Linked DNA regions of Sus scrofa: all the other regions are linked to region 1. A link is a contact called in public Hi-C and promoter capture Hi-C data. All regions are on one chromosome and are shown on one strand. The core of a region is the stretch at or near the end of the contact, and the rest is flanking DNA. Distances in the headings are between cores, read along the strand shown. Region 1 holds the start of HMGB1 (high mobility group box 1). Region 2 overlaps LOC110255292 (a long non-coding RNA gene). Region 3 holds the start of USPL1 (SUMO-specific isopeptidase USPL1).

Evidence for each region. Promoter capture Hi-C pulls out the DNA fragments that hold promoters and counts their contacts. Hi-C and Micro-C count contacts between places; a contact is called where the count stands out from the background.
Region 2: a contact with region 1 is called in a Hi-C map of skeletal muscle, with 3 times the contacts expected there. The contact joins the enhancer-like site here to the promoter of HMGB1 in region 1. A contact is called at or near these places in 7 of 47 Hi-C or Micro-C datasets (alveolar macrophages, embryonic fibroblasts, epiblast stem cells and 4 more) and 2 of 2 datasets of contacts at active chromatin or transcription factors (alveolar macrophages and skeletal muscle).
Region 3: a contact with region 1 is called in a promoter capture Hi-C map of fetal liver, with 4 times the contacts expected there. The contact joins the promoter of USPL1 here to the promoter of HMGB1 in region 1. A contact is called at or near these places in 3 of 5 promoter capture datasets (fetal liver, fetal skeletal muscle and liver), 14 of 47 Hi-C or Micro-C datasets (adipocytes, embryonic fibroblasts, fetal skeletal muscle and 9 more) and 2 of 2 datasets of contacts at active chromatin or transcription factors (alveolar macrophages and skeletal muscle).

Annotation. Positions count from the first base shown.
Region 1 is chr11:7,198,175-7,201,228 of Sscrofa11.1, reverse strand. It overlaps HMGB1 (high mobility group box 1), which reads left to right and starts at 1,706. Exons shown (of 4, transcript NM_001004034.1): 1 at 1,706-1,863; 2 at 2,074-2,219; 3 at 2,713-2,887. The coding sequence starts at 1,714.
Region 2 is chr11:7,108,992-7,112,362 of Sscrofa11.1, reverse strand. LOC110255292 (a long non-coding RNA gene) reads left to right here. Exons shown (of 3, transcript XR_002336643.1): 2 at 2,639-2,720. Among named protein-coding and RNA genes, the nearest start is that of KATNAL1, 47 kb to the right of the region's middle. Within about 2 kb of position 1,457, at least 32 of the 83 cell types and tissues checked have an H3K27ac peak or open chromatin away from gene starts, as enhancers often do. A contact at or near this core is called in retroperitoneal adipose tissue and skeletal muscle, where this site is marked.
Region 3 is chr11:7,319,932-7,323,232 of Sscrofa11.1, reverse strand. It overlaps USPL1 (SUMO-specific isopeptidase USPL1), which reads right to left and starts at 2,046. Exons shown (of 9, transcript XM_021065545.1): 1 at 1,869-2,046. It also overlaps a transcript of HMGB1 not described here.

The DNA.
Region 1 (3,054 bases), core at 457-2,956:
GCTTCTCGGCTGCATTGGTCGCCGCAGAGCCGGGCGCCGGCGGCGAGCGCGGGCGGGCGGCGGCGGGCGCTGCGGGCGGTGGCGGCGCGGGCCGGGGCCGGGGCCGGGGGTGGCGGCGTGGGGCCGGGCCCGCCGGCTCGAGCCGGAGCCCGAGCCCGAGCCCGGGCGCGGCGGCCCGGCGGCGGGGGGAGCGGCGCCGCGGCGCTCGCTGGAACATGGCTGACTCGGCCCGGCGCTGCTGGCTGGAGAGAAAACAAGGCGGCGGGCGGGCGGGGGAGCTGGGCGCAGCAGTTCCGAGGCAACTTTTTTTTTCCTCTTCTCGCAGCCCCGCGTCCTCCGTGCGGGGGCGGCGGGCCGCGCGGGCCGCGCGGAGGGAGACGGGGAGCGGCGGGTCGGGGGCGCCTCCCGGGGCGCCCCCCCCCCCGCGACGGGGGGAGGGGGAGGGTCCGGCGCGCGCCCCCCGCCCCTCCCCCCGGCCGTCATGGCCGAGTGTGTGCGCCAGAGCGCGGCGCGCACCCCGCCCGCCTGCTCGCACTCACACACACACTCACACGCTCACACACATACACACACACACACAAAGGGAAGGAGCCATATTCTCGCTCGCGCTCGCCCTCGCGGCGGCGGCGGCGGCGCAGGCGGGGAAGACGCGCAGCGGCCATTCCGTGCGCGCCGGGCCCGGCGGCCGCGGGCGGAGCCAGCCCCCATTTCGAGCGGGGCTGCTCCCTCCGCCGAGCTGACAAAATGGGGGAGGCCGGCGGGCCTGCGCGGGGAGGCGGGCGGGCGCACGTGGCGGCCCCGCGCGCGGCGCCGGCCTGGAGGCCGGGCCGAGGCCCCGCCGCCCCGGGCGGCCTCCCCTCGCTGCCCCGAAGTTGGCGGGCGGGGGGCCCCAGTGGCGGGAAGGTGTGCAGAGCCCGCCCCGCGCGCGCCCCAACTTTCACGGCTTTAAAAAAACACTCCCCTGGTGGTGGGGGGGGAGCGAGCTGTGAGCAGGAGTGGCTTTTGTCCCTCATCCTTGTTTACTCGAAGAAACTTCAGACCGGACGTGTTTAGTCAGAACTGAAATACATCTCGGGGCCAAAGCGATAGGAAGCTGCCTGGCGGTGGCAGCCGCGCAAATAGCACCGCCACCCCCAGCCTGGGTCCGAGCGCCGGAGCTTCCCCTTGCTCCCTCCTCCTAGCAAAGTTTTGTGCCAGAGAATATTTTAAAGTAATCCTTGGGAAAACTTTAGATGGGCGGTGATTTTGGCCCGTGATTTGGAAAGGTCTACTCACGTTGGCTCTTACCTATTTATTCCTTACGTGGTGCAGATCCATGTATCGGAAGCATTACTTTTCTGACCTTCAGTTTTGTTTGATTTTTAAAATCGTTTTTTTACCTTTAAATTTTTTTTTTTAGTGACTGGTTGGGTATTCGTCCAGAACAGATTTAGGCAGACAAGTAATAAATGCTGTATGAGTATACCCTTGTGTCTATACTTTTTTTCAGATCACACTGAAGAACCGTTTTTTGCTTGGTGTGGCCTTTTCTAGGAATTGGCTATCACTGCCATTTTCTTGCTTGATATTATGAGGGGTTAATGCCATTGCTGTATTAAATAACCAGTGCCTTGCTTTTTTTTCATTCACTCCCCAAGTGAAAATGCTCTTAGGTACCATAAATTTCATTCTTAACACCAATATTTAAATTTTTTTTTAGAAAAATAATTAAACATGGGCAAAGGAGATCCTAAGAAGCCAAGAGGCAAAATGTCATCATATGCATTCTTTGTGCAAACTTGCCGGGAGGAGCATAAGAAGAAGCACCCAGATGCTTCAGTCAACTTCTCAGAGTTTTCTAAGAAGTGCTCAGAAAGGTGGAAGGTAAGAGGGCTTAAGACCAACTAAGGTAATAAAGAGTGAAGTCTAACTGGAATTTTTTTTTAAAAGCCTCAGTACAATTTGCATAATGCCAGTGGTGATAGAGCAGGCTACTAAATAGTCAAGGACACTGGTTTAATTCATTTTAATACTTAGGACATTTTATTAAAATTTCATTATCAACTTAAGTTTACCAATTTGTTTTTTCTGTAGACCATGTCTGCTAAAGAGAAAGGAAAATTTGAAGACATGGCAAAGGCGGACAAGGCCCGTTATGAAAGAGAAATGAAAACTTACATACCTCCTAAAGGGGAGACAAAAAAGAAGTTCAAGGATCCCAATGCACCCAAGAGGCCTCCGTAAGTAACTTGCCTGTTTTTATTTTCAAGAAGCGTTGTGTGGTAGAATCAGACAAATTTAGCAAGTCACCTTGTGGATTTGGAGCCTGTAATGAGAGTTTCGTAGCTGATATTTTCTTATTGGTATATTTAAATACTGTAAATAAAACTTGGATGGCCCGTTTTAGCCAGAGTAGTGCAATTAGATACTGGCTTTCTTCACCCAATATATCTGAATGTAATTCTGGTCTCATTCTTTTATTTCTTGAGGAATATCCAACTGAAATAATGTTCAGAATGTTCTTTTGGAACTCTTAGCAATAATCAATAGTATATGTTCACTTAGTATCATAAGTTAATTATGTAATTAAGCTTTGGTTATGAGGTGTATTTAACCTGTTATGATATTTGTACCCTGTCAAATGCATGGTAAAAAATTAGAAGCAACTTCTACATAGCAATACAATGTACTTGTTTGAAACTCGTAGTTTTAAAATTGAATTTCTCTTTTTAGTTCGGCCTTTTTCTTGTTTTGTTCTGAGTATCGTCCAAAAATCAAAGGAGAGCATCCTGGCCTATCCATTGGTGATGTTGCAAAGAAACTGGGAGAGATGTGGAATAACACCGCTGCAGATGACAAGCAGCCTTATGAAAAGAAGGCTGCTAAGCTGAAGGAGAAGTACGAAAAGGTAGGAAGTATGGATTTGCTTGGTGTAGTCCTGAAAGGGTATGCCAGATGTTAGATGAATGACTACACTTGATACTTAATCTTAATTTCCTGTTTTATGGTTTCTAAGAGTTTGAGGTGTGATGCAGTTTTTAGTGTAACAGTTGTTCAGTATGCCATTGGCTGTGG
Region 2 (3,371 bases), core at 208-2,707, 89 kb after region 1:
TTAAAAATGTGCCTTCAGGCAACAAAAGCAAAGTAAACAAATGGGACTACATTAGACTTAAAAGCTTCTGTGCATCAAAGAAAGTAATCAACAGTGATAAGGCAACCTACAGAATGGGAGAAAAATATTTGCAAATCATGTGTCTGATAACAGATTAATATACAGAATATATAAAGAACTTCTACAAATCAACAGAAGCAACAAAAATTAACTTTTTTAAAAAATTGTGTACGTTATTCATTGATTTGGCTGCACCTTTACCCTCCTTACGGCCTTTGGGGGTAGGCATTTCTGGAAGAGGAGGTCTCGGTCAGAAGAGCAGAATTTGCATTGGTCCCTCTAGGTCCTTCCTGGTGGACCCCTTCCGCTCTGCAGTCTGCCTTTGATGTCACGTAAAAACAAACCAAAAAACAAGCAAAACAAAACCCAAACCGAAGAGACCATTTGCTAAATTGTCCCAAGTCATAATTTTGACAGACTGAGAAAGTTTTTTTTCCTTTGTTTTGGCTGCATCCACGGCATACAGAAGTTCCTCAGGCCAGGGATCAAACCCGGGCCACAGCAGCATCCCAAGCCACTGCAGTGGCAATGCTGGATCCCTAACCCACTGTGCCACAGGAGAACTCCTTGAATAGGTTTTCAGTGGAGACCCAGGAAACACACTGGACTGGTCTCCAGGTCACAGTGCGCATCTGTGAGGGCCGAGGTCATGTGTGGGGTGCCCCTGGGTAGGGTCCTCAGTGACCTGGCAGAGCTGGGAAGGCCTGAGCCGGCCTCCACCCAAGGGTAAGAGAGCAGTAAAACTTCCACTGCGGGGAGAGAGCGCCCCTCCCCACCCCTCCTTGGCTGCATCGGAGGACCAGGTATCCCTGCGGAAATCCTCAGGCTGTGCCAGGGCCCCTGCACAGGGCCCAGGGGATCCCTCTCCTGCAGGGGCTGGGAACGGGAAGTGGCACCTGAGGGGGAGGGAAGAGGGTCCCTGGCAGCCGGGAAAGCACATGTCCCCCCCAGGCCTCCCAGCCAGCCCGCGCCGAGGCCGCGCGTTGGACTCCGCTAACTTTATTTTCCCCTTTTAGGCCGCTCGCCCTGGCCATTGTAACCTAATTTCATCAGGATAAACAAGTTAGGGAAGCAGGAGGAAGAGGCACATAGGAAAATTTCCTTGCAGTCTGGAGCATCAGGGGCCCCCAGGGAATGAAAAAAAGGGGCTTCTCTTCTTGTCCATAGAAAAAGACCTTTTTACTCCAGAAGACTCTGGTGTTGTAAACGCTGGGCCGGGAGAAGGGAGGCGGGAGAGGAAGGTGGAGGGCTTACTGCGGGAAGTGGGCTTTCCGGTCTCTCACTGATCTAGGCGCTGGCAGTGATACTTGACATATTTAACAAGCAAGCCTGACCAATCAGGGCTGTCACCCGCGGTGGGGCCTCCGTGTGCCAGCTCCTGGAGGCCCCCTGCTGGGCCGTATGTTCCCCTTTGGTTGCAGGGTGGTGGGAGGTGTGGGGGACCGAGGGGAGGGGCCGGGCTGTGGCTGTTTACCAACCGGTGTGAAGTGTTTCCACACGAACGCGGGGTGCGGCTGCGGCGTTTCACAGCAAGTGGCATGCGGGCGAGAGCTGCCGTCCTCGTCGCCTCAAACTCCCTGGATGCTGATTCCCAATCGCTCGGCAGCAGAGCCTCACCCAGTTCACGGGCAGAACTGCAGGTGTTTGTTCTCCCCCCGCCCGGGGCAGAGCGGGCAGTGCCCGGATGTCCCCCGGGAGCAGTGGGTGCCTCCTGGCCTGCAGGGGCTCGGGCGGAGGTCTGACATGTGAGGAGCAGGTAGCTCGTGCTCTGCCAGGAGCAGTCTTCCTCTTGTTTTCTCACCCAGGATGCCATGCAGCTGGCACAGGCCGGTGCCTCATCCCATCCGGAAGCCAGGGCTCTTCCTCCGTAAAGAGGAGGGGCCTGGGCTCCCAGCACCACCGACAGATGTCTGCGAGAAGGGCCTCCGCACCTGCCAAGCCACCAGCTTCCTTTCTCATTCTCAAGGGCTCTAGGGAGCTCCAGTATTTGAAAAACGTGCCCTATGCAGTTTCCACCTGCCCTAAGACCAGCTGTCTGGTCCCCTAGAGAGTGAAAAATCAGGCAGCGGAGTTTCAAGGGATGGGAGGCCAGCGGTGGCGGTGAGGCCATGTGCCAGAGGCCGGGGAGCCTCACTTCCCAAGACCGGCCTGGGACAGCGAGCAGGGCGGCTAGATGCCTTGTCCTGAAGGAGGAGGCCATAAAGTCCCCTTTTCATTTTCACAGTCTTCTGGCGAGACTGGACGGGCGCTGCATTTTATTATTCTCATTTCCATGCATATTACTTTTACTTCTAATACCTATATATTGTTTAAAAATTCACATGTTTATGAGGCTTATAAACGTCACAGCCCAGTGCCTCCTGACCTCCAGGTTCCACTCCCAGAGTCAACCGCTGGCTGTGGTTTTGGTTGTACTCCTGGAATTTGCAGCCGTCATACTGAAAAACCTGTTTACAAAGCTGCTTTTCTACTTTGATAATGTGAGAAATCTTCCGCTGACTTCTCACTGGGACGAGGGCTTAGCGTTCGTCCCCGTCCTGCACGCGGGCGTCCACACCTTTCCCTCCCTTCCCCACAGATTCCCTTCCAGCTTCGATGCCGCCTGTCGGAAGATACACCATCATTTACGTGTCACTACAAAAGAAACGACATGCTTCCAGGTAAACTACGAAACGGTACTTCCTTATCACACTGACGGCAAGAGGCAGCCCGACTTTCAGGATGTTAAAATGTGAGAGGAGCGTGCATGTTGGAATATTATAAATGATGGGCCATCCCAGTTGGGATGAAATCACGGATCTGTATTTGCATCATTTGGCCGTGCGCATGGTGCACTGTAATTACGTTTTTGCCCTTGAATGTCTCCTCCTCCCCCTGCCCCCCCAACCCTGGACTTGATCCTGTTTTAATTGTGTGGTTCTTTGGGTGTTTATGAGTGACTCGCCTCAGACTCTCCTCAACAGGAGAACATGTTGGGATCTCAGTTGCGTCTCCCTCTGGGGACATCTTTCTGGATGGTCCTGCTCGGAGCTTCCCTTCAGCATCACCCTGGGTACCCTCTTTCCTTCTCTCCTTCTTTGGAATCCCTGTTTCCTGGCACTCTTATCTCCTTTCTTGTGTAATTATTTTTTTTCTTTTTATGGCTGCGCCTGTGGCATATGGAGGGTGCCAGGCCAGGGGTCCAATCAGAGCTGCAGCTGCCGGCCTACGCCAGAGCCACAGCAACACAGGATCCGAGCCATATCTGTGACCTACACCACAGCTCACAGCAACGCCGGATCCTTAACCCACTGAGTGAGGCCAGGGATCCA
Region 3 (3,301 bases), core at 797-3,296, 120 kb before region 1:
GGTTAAGGATCCGGCATTGCCTTGAGCTGCAGTGCAGGTCGAAGACGCAGTTAGGATCCTGCGTTGCTGTGGCTCTGGCGTAGGCCAGCAGCTACAGCTCAGATTAGACCCCTAGCCTGGGAACCTCCATGTGCCGCGGGGAAGCAGCCCTAGAAAAGGCAAAAAGACAAAAAAAAAGAATTATATGCAATAACATGTAAAATGCTTAGCACCCGACATGTAGGAAATTTTACTATTTGTTTAGAACTAATTTTATACTTTTTGCAGAAAATACTCATCTTGTGGAGTTCCCGTCGTGGCTCAGTGGTTAACGAATCTGACTAGGAACCATGAGGTTGCTGTAGGCTGTGGCTACAGCACCGATTCGACCCCTAGCCTGGGAACCTCCATATGCCACGGGAGTGGCCCAAAAAATGGCAAAAAGACAAAAAAAAAAAAAGAAAAGAAAAAGAAAATACTCATCTTGTATCATTCTGCAGTTTTCTCAAAAGAAAAGCTGAGAAGCTATGTATCTTGAATAAATTGTTTTTGATGGGATTAAGAAAACTTTTCCATCTGGTTTCTGCTCCTCCCTACAACTTCTCTAAGTAAAACAAGAGCCTTCAAATCTGCTCTCCTAATCCCATCATCCCACATTTCAATGGTAAAAACAGGTAGGTTGGTGGTTGAAATCCTGAATATGCAGAACCCCCAAAAGAAAATTCACTTTAATTAAAAATACCAGAGGCTGGCTATTCAGTTCTTCCAAATACGATTTACTGTGTTCTATGTACAAAACCCTGGAGTGATTCTTACAACTTTATTTGGCCTTAAATGACTGCTTTCGTTGTCCTCTCTTCAAAAATCACCTGCTCCTCTCCTTCTCTCTCATATATACTTTGGCACCTCCATTCTTACAAACACGCATACTAGAAAATTTGAGCGGTTCTTTACTCTTTCATTTCCCTCTTCATCATTTAGTGAAAAACATCAAATTCTATGGATAGTTCTTTGGAAGCATCTCAAATCTCCACCTCTCTTTCCATCCCATCCTCACTCTGTATCACTGCCAAAGTGATGCTTCTATAAAACAAGTCTGGAGTCTGCTGCTGCTCAGCTTAAAACCATCTACTGACTTCACTCTGATCATGGGAAAATCCAAACAGCTCAGTACAACCTAAAGGTAGTGCTATGACCTAAAGCTCACTGAACTGACACCAATGGCTTTCCAGTCTTCTCCTCTACTCCATTTCACCTCCAGCATCTTTTTCCTGACCTCTCCCCGCTTCATTACTTCGACTATGCTCCAGAAGCCTGCGTGTGAATTACTAGACCAGTATGGACCCAGTCACAGCACAACGAAAGTGTAAATCTGGCCCTGGGGATAGTGAAAGAAGCAATTAAGCTTAACTCACAGCCCGTGTGCAAAATGGGGAAACCCAGAGAACCGTCTGTTCGAAGCTTTCCCTCCAAGACCAGGTGGGCTCAGCAAACGAACTGTCAAAGGTGAGGCCACAACAGACTTGAAACCGAGGAATGGGGTCGGCTTTCGCCGCCCAGACCTATTTGGTACCCAACCCAGCAGTCCTGAATCACAGACTAACAGACGACAGTTTCGAAACCCAATCTTGGAAACCCGAGGAGGCGCAAGGTTCTGTTAACTCTCCCCATCTCCATGCTCTTTGGGGCGGGGGAGGGGGGGGACCTCTGGTTTCTCTTCAGTTTTTACCTCTCTTGAGTGCAAACGTATCTGTAACTCTACCCTAATACCTTAATCACCAAACCTTCCCACCAAAACCTAGTCCCACCCTTTCCCCCTCCCAGCTTAGCCCATCCTTTCGGCGAGCCGACTATCCCATGGGTCGCCCAGCTCTGTCCCTTTTCCTTACTTCGGCAGCCGAAGGAAACTATTCCGTCTGCTCTTTTATCCTCAGCGGACTCTCCACTTCTTCGTACCAGCTTCCTCCAAACTCCTGTTCCAGCCTGAGCTCCACACCACGAGTGCAACGTTCAACCCACGTTCCACCCTGCCTGCTCCTCCCCCACCGGCCCCTCCGCTAGGAAAGCAGCTTCCGGCTAGAGTCCGCCGCTAAAAAGTTCCCCTTCCTGCTCCGCGCGGGGCCTGGAAGGACGTAAGTGTGGCGGGGAGGATGAGGAACGGAACACTTCCGGCCGGCCTCCGCAGAGAGGCGGGGCTGTAACTCTACCCTAATACCTTAATCACCCGGCTGGCAGCCGCAGCCGCAGCTTCAGGGGCGGGGCCGGTGCCTGCAGAGTCCGCCTTCTGTGAGTGGCTGGGTTTGGGGAGGCGACATTTCTGGAAGCTGATGGAAAGCGCTTGAGTGGTGGAGGTGACGCCAGCGACCAGGGGGTGGGGCGTGATTAAAACTAGTGCGCAGCCGGCAGCGGAGGGATTACGCTAAGAGGCAGGCGCGCGTCCCGTTGCGCACTAGCGATGCGAGCCCGGGTCGGAAGCTGATGCGCCCTTGAGTGACTTGGGTGGGTGGCCGGGCGGGCGAGGAGGAAGGGCTACCCAGCAGGCGGAGGGTGTGATGGAGGCTCTTGGCCGGCGCCCCCCTGCAGCAACGAGGTCTCCTCGACGGCGGGCTGCGCAAGGCCCCCGTAGTTCGCTCTCCTAAAGCCTCAGTGGGAGCCGAGCTGCCACATTGCGTGTTCACAAAGGGTCACCACACACGGAGCTGCCCCTCCCTGTCTCCCTAAACCCCATCTGCGAGGCCAGGGGCTTTTCCACCAGGATTCTGGGTGTTTCTCCTCCTTTGCTCCCTCCCAGATCTTCTAACGGTAAGGGGAGTAGCCAAAGCGCAGGGACTTTGAGCGCCAGGACCCTTTCTTACTTATCAGTAGCCGGAGGGTCCCTGCTGCACTCTTGTCAGCTGCCCTGCCTTGTTTTAACTCAGGGAAAGGGGGAGTTGTCGTGTAGTCTATAAGTTTAAGGCTCTGCTTTCATAGGAAGGTCATGTGGCTTAGGGGACATCGTGATCTCGTGTGCTATTTCTGAGTCTGCATTCTGAATCTTGCGGGCAGCATATTCCAGAAGTCCTTCGCTCGATTGGTTCTGTGTCCAGGAATAACAATATGTAGTTTCTGACCGTTTCAGTACAGAAGAACCACTATTGGCATTTTGGACTATGGGGCTTTTTTATTATTGGTCCCAAACTAAATCGTTATATTCTGGAATACTGCTGAAAATTTTGATAGGGTAGAGGAAGTAGGTCCCGTGTACCAAGGAATTCTTCACTGAGGAGTTCAGTTTTCCGTACTTCTGAATGCAGATAGCCAAGAAATCCAACAGGGAGTTTGT